2 separate regions of the Hordeum vulgare genome follow, and region 2 is linked to region 1. A link is a contact called in public Hi-C data. All regions are on one chromosome and are shown on one strand. The core of a region is the stretch at or near the end of the contact, and the rest is flanking DNA. Distances in the headings are between cores, read along the strand shown. Region 1 has its middle 26 kb from the start of LOC123451168. Region 2 holds the start of LOC123450258 (heparan-alpha-glucosaminide N-acetyltransferase-like).

Region 1 (6,925 bases), core at 1,735-4,234:
GGTATATAAGAGAGGTTGCACAAAAGAGAGGCGAAATGGGAGACTTATATTCTTTATAAGTAGTACATCTAGAGATTTTTTTTTGGGGGGGGGGTTAGTTTTTTTTTTGTAAAATTATTTATTGGGTGTTTTTATTTTGAGTTGTTGTCTATTCTTATTTTGTTTTTTAAGTGTTTGGTGTGTAATATAATAGAGTTTCATATGTACTAAAAAAGCAGCATATATTAAAGAGTTCACTGTACATGAAATAAAGTTCAATATATATTAGAAAGAATCATCATACTTTAAAAAAATCTGATTCGTATGAAATAAAAGGTCACCATAGGTCGAAGAAATTTCATTCCACACGAAAATAATTTGATTGTATATATGTAAATTTTCAAGTGTATTACACATAGTTCGTCCTACACTAACCAGATTTAGATTTGTATTGAAAATGTTTATCGTATATCAAGAATAAAAAGTGCATTGTTATATTAAACAAAATTCTATGAAATTCAAAATATATTAAAATTCTACTATATTGAAGAAATTTCTAGTACAGAGCGAACTGAACAAAAAAGAAAAACAGTGGATGGAAAAGGAAATCTGGAAAAGGGAAAAACAAAACTAAAAATAAAAACCAGAAGAAAAAACCCAACCAAAAAACAAAAAGAAAAATGAAGAAGAAGAAGAAGAAGAAACAAACATCAGCCAATGAACAAAATAAAAGTGAGCGATTCCTACGCGGATCCTGAAACTGGACCCAGCCAACTCCATGCCCTGCATGTGTGGCCTCAACTATGACAAGATGGTAGGTTATCTCGCCTGAAGGGTTTTCTCTCTTCTCTGGTTATAGGACGGACCAATTTCTCCTCATCGTCGCCCCTCGGATTTATCGAACTCTCGCTCCCCACTTTCGTTACATTAGTTGGTTTTGGGTTTCTTCCTCTTTTCTTTTCTTTTTTTTTTCGTTTTCTTATTTTTTCATCATTTCTGGGTTTTTTCATGGTTCCTACAGGTTTTGTTTGTTTCTACATGACTTTCTTCATTTTTTGTTATTATACGTTTTATTTGTTTTTTTTATTTTCACTCGGTTTTTCTAGACTCTAGTTATTTTTATTTGTTTCTTTGTTTTCTTTGTTTTTTCTAGTTTATTTTTTTTTACATTTCTTATAAATCAGAAATATCTTTTTTTGTTTTCTTACATGGAGACATTCAACACTTTTCTTGTTTTTTACACTTTTTAATATTGTGTTTTCTTACAGGAGACATCTAACTTTTTCTCATATAGATCAGAAACATTTTTATATAATTTTCTTTCCATTTTCTTAATATATGATTAAAGTTTTCTGAAAACTTATATTATAAAAATACTTATATAATAGTTATAATACATGGTCAAAATTTGAAAATACAGGACCACCTTTTTTCAGACACACTGTATATTTTTTGTACATATGATTTTCTCTATACACATTTAATGTTTTTCAAACATTTGATTAATATTTTTCAAACAGTTTATGGAATGTGCTTTCTGCAATATATTTATTTAGAATATTAAGAGTATAAACAAAAAAAGTCATAAGAGAGTTTATATGTCTCATGGGTCTCATGTTCTCCCGGGCCTGCCCATTTTGCGCTTACCTACATGTGAGAGTCTTCTACTTCTTTTGTCAAGCAAGACATAGGAGTCCCCCTCCGAAGTAGGGCAGCTCCTACCTGCCGCTGATTGCGGCACAGAGCCCCTGCGCCGCACAGGGGACACCACGACTGGGTCGGCCCAGTCTTTTTTTTTGGGTTTGTTCTTTTTAATTTTTCCTTTTCTTTTTTTAGTTGACGCAAATTTTAGAAAACACTGAAGAAAATTGGAAGCGTGAACAAGTTTTTAAAATCACAAACATTTTTTAAATCTTTAGAACAAATTTTAAAGCCGCGAACAATTTGAAAAAAACTTGAACAAATTTGGAAGCACGAACAATTTTGTAAAGCACGAACATTTTCGAATCTTGATAATAAAATTTTGAAAACACGAGCAATTTTGAAAAAACCCGATCAAATTTGAAAGCGCGAACAAATTTTTGAAGCACAGATATATTTTGAATTTTCAGAAACAATTTTGAAACCGAAAACAATTTTCAATATCGTGGACAAATTTGAAAGTGCGAACAAATTTTTAAAGCACAACCATTTTATGAATTTTGAGAAGAAATTTTGAAACAGAGAACAATTTTATAAAAACGTGGCCAAATTTTTAAGCGCAAACAATTTTTTAAAGCATGAACATTTTTTGAATCTTGAGAAATGTTTTTTGAATAGGAAAGCAATTTTGAAAAAAAACCGAAAAAATGAAAAGCGTGATTTTTTTTTAAATTTTGAGAACAAATTTTGAAACCGAGAATAATTTTAACAAAATGTGAACAAATTTGGAAGCACGAACAATTGTCTAAAGTAATAACATTTTTTGAATATTCAGAAGAAATTTTGAAACCGGGTCAAATTTGAAAAACACAAAACAAATTTGGAAGCGCAAACAAAATTTTCAAGCATGAACATTTCTTGAACTTTGAGAACAAATTTTGAAACCGAGAAAAAATTGAAATTTTTTGAACAAATTTGAAAGTGCGAATAATTTTTTAAAGCACGAACAATTTTTGAATCTTAAGAATTATTTTTGAAACTAAGAACAAATTTGAATCTTGATAACAAATTTTGAAACCGAGAATAATTTTTGGAAAACACGTAACAGATTTTAAAATCAAGATTTTTCTTTCAAAATTCAAAAAAACATTTTTTTTGAAAATCAAAAACATATTCTGAAATAAAAACGGAAAAGAAAAATGAATAAAGAAAAAAGAAAAAGAAAAAACATAGGTTCATGGAACCTTTTAGAAGTTTTCCAAAACCGAAAAAACTAGGTGGGAACACGTATACCTGGCCATAGCTTGGCCGGGCGAGACCAAGCCCAACGTCTAAAACATAGGCCCAAGCCCGGGCCCGCTCGGCCGTCGGGCCTATATTTTAGGCCCACACTCGGGCCATCACTTCTAAATCCCGTCGGGCTTCGGTCCTCGGTCCGGGCCCCTTCCCTAAAACGCAAAAACACCAAGCCCAAGCTTGGCCCGACATACTCTTCGAGCACAAAATTCAGGCCCGAGCCCGACCTATGGCAAGGTCGGGCCGGGTCGGTTCGGGCTTTTTCGGACCGGGCTGCCCATGGCCATATATAGAAACAAGGTTCCCAAAAACGGGCCATCCATTTGAAAAGCGATCCCTCTCCCGCCCATGGCCCGATATGATTTCGCACAAAGCGACTAATTGGGTTTTCCGGTGTCTCCTACCTTCCGCTTGCTGCGGCAGTGGGTTTCTCAAGATTCACATACCAATTATTTCTTTTTTTCTGTTTATTTTTTCCTTTTCTCCTTATTTATTTTTTCCTTTTTGGCTCGTTTTTCTTCTCATTTTTCTTTTTTTCTTTTTGATCAAAACGAACAAACGCTGAATTTCTTAATCATTTTTTCAAAACATGAATGTTTTTAAAATCAGAGAAAAAAATTAAGCGTGGAAATTTTTTAAACCATGCACGCTTTTTTAATCTTGAGAACAAATTTGGGACCGCGAACAATTTTTTAGAGCAAGAACATTTTTTGAATCTTGAGAAAACAAAATTTTGAAATGGAGAAAACTTTGGAAATTTCCGAACAAAATTGAAAGAGTGAACAATTTTTTAAAGCATGGACCTTTTTTGAATCTTGAGAACAAATATGAAAACGAGAACAATTTTAAAAAATACTGAACAAATTCAGAAACGTGATTTTTTTTTGAAAACACGAACACTTTTTGAATCTTGAGAACAATTTCAAAAAACAAAATCATTTTTGATTTTTTTTTTAAATCTAGAACTATTATTGAAAATCTAGAACAATTTTCTAAAAAGTAAAAACATTTTTTGAATTTGATGAACAATTTTTGAAATTCGCACACAATTTTTGAAAATCTAGAATACTTTTTAGAAAGCAAAATCATTTTGCGAATTTGAAGAACATTTTTTCAAAATGCAGCCTATTTTTTTAGAATATAGAAAAAAACCGAAACATTTTCCGAATTTGAAGAACGTTTTTGAAATCCCTATTTTTTTTTAAAATCCAGAATATTTTTCTGAAAAGCAAAAAAAAAAACGAATTTGCAAAATATTTTCTTAAAATCCATGACTTATTTTAAAACTGTAGAACAATTTTTGAAAATCCAGAACAATTTTTGAAACAGAAAAGAAAAATGAAAAATGAAAACAAAAAGAAGAAGAGATTGAAATAGGGTTTTGCGTGAAGTATGTCCCACTTCTCGCAACACTGAATCGCTGTTTCGTTTGGAGAAAAGACGATGCAAATGGCCCAGCACTAGCCCATATGATATCGAGTGCCATAGTAATGAAATACTCCCTCGGCTCACAAATATAAAATGTTTTAGACTTTTTATATGGGAAAGACAGAAAGTGAAATGAATAATAAACACATTATATACATTTGATTCTCAAAAAAGTAAGAATATCTTGCATTTGTGCATTGAGGGAGTATAAAAAACTGCCAAACCCTATGCAGCGCCTTAAACGCCACTTACTAGTGTTCTGGTAACGTCACACACACCCCCGTTTGACCCTCGGCTAAAATCATTTAACTATTTTTTTCACGTTGCACTGTATGATGTACATGTCAAGTTCTTGTTCAGCCAGTAATGTAGCTTTTTGTAATTTGTTTTACAATCTTCTAGAATGTTCCACCATTTTCTGGAGCGGTTTTCCCATGGGTTTTTTCAGGATGAGTTTTGTATAAGTTTATTTATTATTTTTACTTTATTTTTCATTCTTTTCAAATTTGTGATTCTTTTCCAAAATTAAGATATTTCTTAAATTTAGGAAAAAGATTCAAATTCACAAAAAAATCTTGAACCCTTCTTTCAACAATACAAACATGCGTCTCGTCATATTCTGTCACTGGGATATGGAGCATCATAAGATTGAACCAACTACAACGCACCACACCGAGTAATGATAAATCAATTTAGCTGGCCAAACCAAACACATAGATCGGAGAAAACTACAAAGCTATAGCAATCATGGATAAGAAGTTCACAAAAGACTCAATTACTCCATCTGTCACAGTTTAGAAGGCATGCACGTGTTTCTAAATCAATTTGACTTATATATTGTTTAACATAAAAAATATCATTAGAAAATAGAACGTTTAAAGTTTTTAACGATATATTTTTATTATATATGATTCTAATTAAGTTGGTCAAATTGACGACCTAGGTACATGTGCCAGACTTGTAGACTGAGCCGAAGGGAGTACGTTCAATGAATAATCTAATCATAAATCCATAATTAATTGGTCCCAACAAACACACCGCAAAATAAGATTGGTTAGGTGTCCTTGGGAGCCTCCTATTTCGTGTTGTGGAGTTGAACCAAGATGTTTGTAAGGGCAAGAAGATCGCCTACTTCGTGAAGATCTACCGTGAGTAAGGCTAGTCCTCCGTGGACGGAAGCCGTGGTGGAATAGACAAGGCCGCTTCATCGTGGATCCTCCGTGGACTCTCGCAGCCGTTACCCTCCGTGGGTTGAAGTCTCCACTAACATGGACGTACGATAGCGCAACCTATCGGAACCATGCCAAAAATTATCGTGTCAACCTCATGCGTTTGATCTCCCTACCTTACTCCTCTACATTACACTTGCATGTTTTACATTTCGTTGCTATACTCTTAGAACTGCATGTGTAGGGTGTACTTGACCTGCTATAACTATCATAGCTGTTTCTCAAGTAAATTTGGGAAAAGACAAAAAAATTATCTTGACAAGTAGTCTATTCACACCCCCTCTAGACACATATTCTATCGATCCATCAATTGGTATCAGAGCAAGGTCTCCAAAACATTGGTTTAACCGCCATTAGAGGAAGATGAATGTGACTTGTTCCTAGATTTTTAGTTGTAGAGTGCCTATTCTTGATGGGGAGTACTTTAGACAACGGAAAAATGAAATGCTTCTTATATTTGTTGAGTTCCATTTGCGCAAGTATGTTGAATATCCCTATGCGCCTCCCATTGACCACATACATCCTTCTCATGATGATGAAGTTAATATGCTTGGTAACCTTAACACTGTCAATCTTATCATTAGAGGTTTACCGAGAAATGTGCTTAATCAGTTGCAAAACTTTGAGTGTGCTCATACCTTGTGTAAAGACTTAGAGAAAATATATCCATATTATTCCTTGAAAAATCTTGATATCATATTCCACAAATGCATTGCTTTTGACAAAATGAAGCCAACCGATCCTAACTTCGATAAATGTCTATTTGAGCTTCGTGACCTCATGCGTGCTAAAGGAGATGTCATTACTATTAACAATATCATTGTTCAAGCCATTCGAATGCATAAACATGAACATTGTCATAGTCAAATTTTTGATAAAATTCTTATTTCTTATGATGAGCGAATATCATCCGATGATGACAATGTGGAGCATGGCTACTACAATGAAGATGAAGAGCTTGACATCGAATATGAGAAGGCCATGAGGAACCTTATTCTTATGGCTAACCTTAAAGACTACATGGCCGGTGGAAAGGAGTGGGTTCTTGACAGTGGATGCACCGATCACAAGACCGGAGATAAAGACATGTTCCATGAGATTACACCAAATCGTGGACCTCGGAAGTATGTGACTTTTGGAGACAACTCCAAAGGTAAGGTACTTGGTCTTGGTAAGGTGGTCGTATATCATGATAGTTCCATTCAGAATGTCATGCTTGTTGAATCCCTTGGCTACAATCTTCTTTCCGTATCTAGACTAGCAGACTTTGGTTTTGATGTGCTATTTACGAAAGTTGAATGTTGGGTGTTTCGTAGCGACAATCATAACATCGTCTTTACTGATTTTCGTAG
Region 2 (6,925 bases), core at 1,563-4,062, 660 kb before region 1:
TGTGCAAGATGCCAGAGACAACACCCCAGAAGAGGATCTCTCCAAATATGACATACAGCAGAGTTCCCAGCCTTTCTGAATGCCAGACATTGACAAACACATGCTTTTGGATCCAGTTAACCTGCCAAAAACAAGAAGACAAACAAATTAAGCCTTATGCAAAGACAGGCTCCAAATGTCACTACCAAGTTAACCTTCACTCATTACTTACAAGGGTTTTATCTGATGACTCATAGTACCATCCATTCACAAATGCTGCAAATATGCCTTGTGCCGCTAGGACGTACACAAGCATGGCGTTCATGCCGATCCACTCAAGGAACAAGAACGGTACTCTCAGGCCCCAGACGTCAATCTATCAATGTGACAATAAAATGGTTAAATCATTGGGAAAGAGCTGATGGAAGTGCGTCATTTTCATGTTCTAAGTTTTTTTTCGACAAAGGATTTTCATGTTCTAAGTACTTATGATAAACCATACCAGCATGTAGAAAGCTGAAAGAACGATTCCAGCCGCGCCGGCAGTGAAACAAACGTAACTGATACTGTACAGTTGCTTATTGATTGGAATAGCTACAATAGATGAGTGATGGATGTAATATTCTGATGCCACAGTTTGTACTGATTAGTTCAAGTGACGGAAATGGATTGTTAGCATAACTACCTTTTGTGAAGTGAAGGAGAATGCCGAGCAAGAGGAGTGAAATGCCCATCGAAAGCCAGTGTTTCAGTCTCTCCTTATGGGTCTAATATTAAGAAACTTTTATGTCACAGTTGCTTTTATCATATCTAAACAATACTGGTACAGTGTTTTGGATAATCACCTTGAAGTGGATTAGAACATGGCCATAGTGGATTCCAATTGTCCCTGATAGAATCGATGATATTGAACTGAAACATAAAACAGGGAAAATACTTGAATAGGTGAAATAAACAAATTATGTAACTAAGATTAATTCAATTTAAGGTCTGTTGGATCTCCAACCTTAATAATCCTTCTGGATCGAATGGCGCAAGACACCATGCTGGAGCATCGGCACGGAGAGGTCCTGTTTCTGGTGAGCTAAATGTACAATCCTGAACATGGCAATTTCAGTGCACATTTTGTCAGACCTGCACTTTCTAGCATAATGAGTAGTACAACATTTAGCTAGTAAGGAAAACTTTCTCTAGCTACTTATACATAACAGTAAATTAAAATCTTAACACATTAAGATTAAAGTTCTACCTTTGTCCGGATCCAAACGGGCTGCGAGTAGAGATGATTAATCCCCCAGACCACCCTATCAACATGACCCACTGCATTGCAAGCCGGATCCAGGTGACCCCTTACACCACATTGTACCTGAAAACACAAGTACTGTATCAAATACGAAAATAATCAATAGGGATAGCATCCTAAAGGTTAGCTCAAAGTACCGTGAACCGCTTCCCATCATTGACATCACCATCCAAATGGTACACATAGCTCCAATCTGGAACATACAGCGAGAATGTCGTGACCATGTATACGACGAAGACGATGAAACCGCCTAACCTGTCAATTGTCCGAAATGACAAGAATTTTCCATCATAATCAGAGAGAGGAAAACTTAAGAATATGCAGTTGACAGTGCAGCAAGACAAGTATGAGGGAAACATTGTTGTACCATTGCCACCGGTAGGCATCGAAGATGGCGTAAGGACCGGAACGGACGGTGGCAGGCCGCGCCTTTATGGTGAACACCTCTATGAGAGCAACCACGAAGTACACCAAAGCTATCCTCTGATGAACCAATAACTCTGTTATGATTAAGGCCTAGATGATGAAATGACCGACAAGTTTGTTTGTTTGTTTGGTAAATGAACCGAACCTGGAGGATGCCACACCATCTTATCTCCTTCATGTCCACTCCATAAGCAAGGTCGTTCGGAGCGTGAGAGTATCCACCTACATTCAGAGTTTGATAGTGTCAAATTAAGCAACATGTGTGCAAACTGAATTGTGTAAACACTCTACACATCGACTTCAAGTACCTTGCAGTAGCAGGCCCCAAAAGAGCATTTTCAGTGTTCTGACGCTGACCTTCTTCACAGCCGCACCCATGTTTGGAACTCTCTGTAAAATATTCATTCTGATGAGCATTTGAAAAAGATCTGCATATCCACGAGAAATGTTTGATTTACCAAAGTTGCAAGACTATGAGCACTAGCTCGCATGCATAAGTGCTTACTGACCTTCATGGCAAAGGCGATCGCGACACCGACGATGAAGAGGAAGAAGGGCATGACAAAGTCTGCCAGCGTGCAACCGTTCCACGGGGAGTGGTCCATCCGCTCGTAAGCCCCGCCCGCATCGTCCACCAGTACCATCAGCTGCACGGAGCAAGAGACTGTCAGCAGTTCATATGCATGGTGACTTGTAAGCATTTCATACCATATTCGCTTGGGAAAAGGTAATCATATTCGAAGGAACATGGCTTAGTACCACAATGGTGAGCCCTCTGAAGGCATCGAGAGCTGCCACCCTAGTGCTCTTCTTCTTCTGGGGCTCCTCAACAATGACCAGTCTCTCCTTCTCGGTGTCATCTCCGGCGTGGATGACGTCGTCGCCCTTGCCGTCGCCGTGCTCTACCTCTATGGGAGCTACATCAATGGCGTGCTGCTCTGGACCTTTCTCGCCGCCGGATGCTGCTAAGTCCTGCCCCTTCTCCATGATAAATGTGTGTGCAACACAACTCACTTGATTAGATTCTAGTACCTGAAAGCTGAAGCATTGGCACCGAACTACTTAGAATCTTACGAGATGAGAGGAGATTCATGTATGTGTGGAACTTTATATACAGCTACACAATCATAAGAATTGTCCGTCAATCTGTCCTGCCAAAAGGAAAGTATTTAGCTAGGTGCTAAATATATGCTGGCACCAGCGTTGGGTTGCCGTCTTGTGGTATTTTAAATATTAAGTTCATGTTTTCTATGAGTGTGTGCTCGTCGCTTTCCTTGTTTGCTCAGCAGGGGCTTCACGTCCTCTGATTTCCATGTGTCAAGACCTTGATAACCCTTTTTATGGTCTGTACCTCTTATGTACTATCTCCCTCCGAAAATACTTGTCCTAAAAATGAATGTATCTAGACTTATTTTAATTATAGATACATTCATTATATGCATTTTTAGTACTACCTACAAATAAACAACGAGGGCACATTTGTTAATTGGGGTAAGTTCTACGCTGACAAGTGCTCCACTGCTACCGGCTTCTTTTGTAATTCCTTCGTCTTAAAATAAGTGTCCTAGCTTTAGTTCAAATTCAACGGAGGAAGTATAATCTACATCAATAATGATGAGCTGTCTTAGAACACACATACTCCTTCTGTAAACTAATATAAGAGTGTTTTAATTACTAAAGTATTGTTCTAAATGCTCTTATATTAGTTTACGGAGGGAGTACATTACAAGGTGAGAAGCAATGTTTAAAAAAAAAAGCAAATTTGACATCACTCTCTTCATGTCGGCGTTTTTCCTTTCCTTTTTCCTCAGCACGCTTGTTCTCTACCTTCTTCATCAAAGTGAAAACTAGCGCTTAGCTGCTTTTCCGTCAGAACAAATGACGTGATCTCAATGTTTCATATAGGTGCAAACGCTGTACCATCTACCATCTCTTTTCTCAATGATTCATAATTTCCAATTCAATACTGCAGAGGTGCGTATAGGAGAATCAGTCTGTAGTATGGAAGAGGACATGCGTCGCCGGCCGGCTCCGTCTGGAAGCGCCATGTTAAATGGTCTTATATATAGTTTTAGGACGTGTCGTTGAAGCACGTTGTTCCACTTGGATAAGGACTAGTGATCGAATTATACAGGTGGCAGGGTTAGACCGGACGTCTCCAGTACGTATACTCCAAATAATTATGACATGGTGTGGACCCTTTTTTTTTAGTAGATGTGGACCTTGTGGTTAATGACTAGCACCCGGCCGCGGGGCGTCGACCTCCAACGTAGTTATGTACCTTCAAACAAAGAGAGAGAGAAGTGCATGTCTCAATCCTCAATTTTTGCCTTAATCTTATTTGCAATTCCGAACTCCAACAACGTCTAAATTACAACCCTGAACTCTTAAAGCCGGACAGGATTCAACCCTCCCCTCCCTATTGACTGGTTCTGACCTGTTGACCATCCAGCCAGTAAGCCACATCAGCAAATTTTCAGAAAAAATGGGTCAAATAAAAAAGGATTATAAAAAACAAACTCTGTAAAATACTTGTAAATATTTATGTAAAATACTTATATAATATGCAAATATTCTTTTTTTTTAAAAAAAACTGTAAATATTTAAAATAAAAAATATCAATTTTTTCACCCATAAATTAAACCTAAAAAAAGTAGTATGCAACTGGAAAAGTTTTTTTTTGACCGGCAAACTTCTACCTTTGATTTTACAATTTTCTTCGAATTTTGAACCATTTTAGAGTTTTGAGAAACGAATCCTGATTTTTTTTTGAAAATTTCCAAAAACAAGACCGAATTTATTTTTTTGATTTTCCACACTTCTGAATTTGTTTCGAGTATACAGATTTATTTATATATTTTTTGATTCTCCATAATTTTAAATTTATATTTTCTGGATTTTTTAGTTACGAATTTGGTTTTTGTTTTTTCTAGAAATTTTGATTTTTTTTGCTGCCGTGGCTTGCTGACTGGATAGCCAATGGGTGAAAACCGGTCTATAGGAAGGGGAGGCTTGAATCCTTGCCAAATTTAAGAGTTTGAGGCTGAAATCTAGATGGTATTAGAGTTCGGAGTTGTAAATTAGACTAAGACAAGATTTGAGGGTTGAAATATGCACTTCTCTCAGAAAAAAAAACTCCAACGTATGTGGAAGAGCTATCAGGTATGCAACTTTTGTATGCCGCACCTAGTAAAAAGGGCGAGTGCTCTGTGTTGGTGACCGTCATAGGAAACGCATAGAAAGTTGGTTAGACTTAAATATTCTTGTCATGTGATTCATGACAATCTCTGGCATGCCTCAGTTACTACTTTTTATAGGAGCACCATTGAAATCATCATGTGTATCTAAAATGCATTAAAGAAAAGCGTTTGTTAGAAGACAACCCAACACTTTTACTTTCTGTTTTTGTGTGTTCACATGATTAAGCTACTGTCGTAATCATGTCTTATAGCTTTTGTTTCAATAAAGTGCCGAGTAAATCCTTTGGGATGGTGTGGTTACTTGTTTGTTTGATTTTGTGCGAAAACATAAACTTTTGTGTCCAGTATAAGAATCATGTGATTTTACTGGAGAGTCAAAAAATTCTGAAGTTTGTACACAAAATTTCCATGCAAATTATCTGCGTTTTCCTATTTTTTCAGAATTTTTAGAGTCACGGAAGTATGGTGTCCATTCTGATCTTCACAGACTGTTCTGTTTTTGACAAATTCAGTTTTGCATGCATAGGTTGCTTATTTTAATGTTTTCGTAGCTTATATTTGGTGATATAAATTATGGGAATGATAGAATACAATAGGTATCATGTGAGAACAATTATGAATCTTGTCATGAATGTACCTAAGTGAATGATCTATATTTATTACACTGACTCATCTCATGAAGTTCCGTTAAGTTCTGTGTGATTGAAGTTTTCAAGTTTTGGGTGAGATACCGTTATGAGGTAAATAAGGAGCAGTAAGAACATAAGCTTGTGGATTCCCAGGGCACCCCCAAGGTAATATCCAATGAAGACTCACGTGTGTAAGCTTGGGGATGCCCCGGAAGGCATCCCCTCTTTGATCTCCAACATTATCGGTATATCCTACTTGGAGCTATATTTTTATTCGTCACATGATATGTGGTTTGATTGGAGCGTCATTTTATATTGTTTTTCTTTGGTAGATGTTCTTTACAATCTTGTTACATAAGTACACTGTTTTCATAAATTGCTGCAGACTGTTCTGTTTGGACAGATTACTGTCATAGTTTTGTTATCTACTTATCCTATAGTTTCCATAGCCTATATTGATAGATATAAATTGTGGAAATGATAGTAAATAACAGATAATGTTTGGAAGTGTTGATTTACTTTTATGTGTACTAACCTATCTCACGAGTTTTTTTCAAGTTTTGTGTGGATGAAGTTTTTGAGACTTAGGTGAAATCGCAATATGAGAGGATTGAATGAGATATAAAAGCTCAAGCTTGGGGATGCCCAAGTCACCCAATTAAATGTTATAAGAAGTATCAAGCATCTAAGCTTGGGGATGCTACGCATCCTACACCTCTTCGTATCTAAGCTTAGGTTAGGAATGTTGATCCTAAGTTATCATTTGTCCACATGATGTGTGCTACTCTTGGAGTGCATTTTTTGTTTTCTTTTTGAATAAAATACTCAGATCTGAAAATCTTTATCGAGAGAGAGTCCTCACATAGCTACTTGATTGTTTGACTACTCATTGATCTTCACTTATATCTTTTTGAGAGTAGTTTGATGTTTATTCTTGTGCTACATGTATATCCTAAGAGTAAATCGTGAATGAATGAAATATAATAAATATGAAATTATCAATGTTCTTTATTCTTAGTAGTAGTTTCACATTTTGTTTAGAAAGTAAAAACTATTGAAGTTTTACAACTACAATACTGGTCATACAAGCAATTCATGAATGATTAGTTTAACAAAGAGAACTTTCACATACAAATGTATTATCTTCGACATCTTTTCTGATTGTGACTACCCATAATTATTTTCAACCTTGATCAAATTACTGAAGTTGGAAAAGGAAGGCAACTTAATGGTTATGTTTGGGTATATTTGCATAGAATTTATATTGTTATGGATCCTCCAACATGTGGTGCTTGTTTAGAACCTTTTGTTAGCCCAAACTTCGTACTAAGTAGAGATACTACTTGTGCATCCAAATCCTTGATCCAAGTTTCTTCCATGAGAGTCCA

The links. Hi-C and Micro-C count contacts between places; a contact is called where the count stands out from the background.
Region 2: a Hi-C map of seedling shows a contact between it and region 1, with 4 times the contacts expected there. The contact joins the promoter of LOC123450258 here to the enhancer-like site in region 1. A contact is called at or near these places in 2 of 6 Hi-C or Micro-C datasets (leaf and seedling).

What each region holds. Positions count from the first base shown.
Region 1 is chr4H:49,743,835-49,750,759 of MorexV3_pseudomolecules_assembly, reverse strand. No RefSeq gene overlaps it. Among protein-coding and RNA genes, the nearest start is that of LOC123451168, 26 kb to the left of the region's middle. Within about 2 kb of position 2,984, at least 3 of the 3 cell types and tissues checked have open chromatin away from gene starts, as enhancers often do. A contact at or near this core is called in leaf and seedling, where this site is marked.
Region 2 is chr4H:50,402,427-50,409,351 of MorexV3_pseudomolecules_assembly, reverse strand. It overlaps LOC123450258 (heparan-alpha-glucosaminide N-acetyltransferase-like), which reads right to left and starts at 2,812. Exons shown (of 13, transcript XM_045127604.1): 1 at 2,468-2,812; 2 at 2,218-2,355; 3 at 2,017-2,098; 4 at 1,854-1,930; 5 at 1,650-1,765; 6 at 1,420-1,537; 7 at 1,229-1,345; 8 at 986-1,077; 9 at 825-891; 10 at 665-746; 11 at 482-573; 12 at 212-355; 13 at 1-121. The coding sequence starts at 2,695.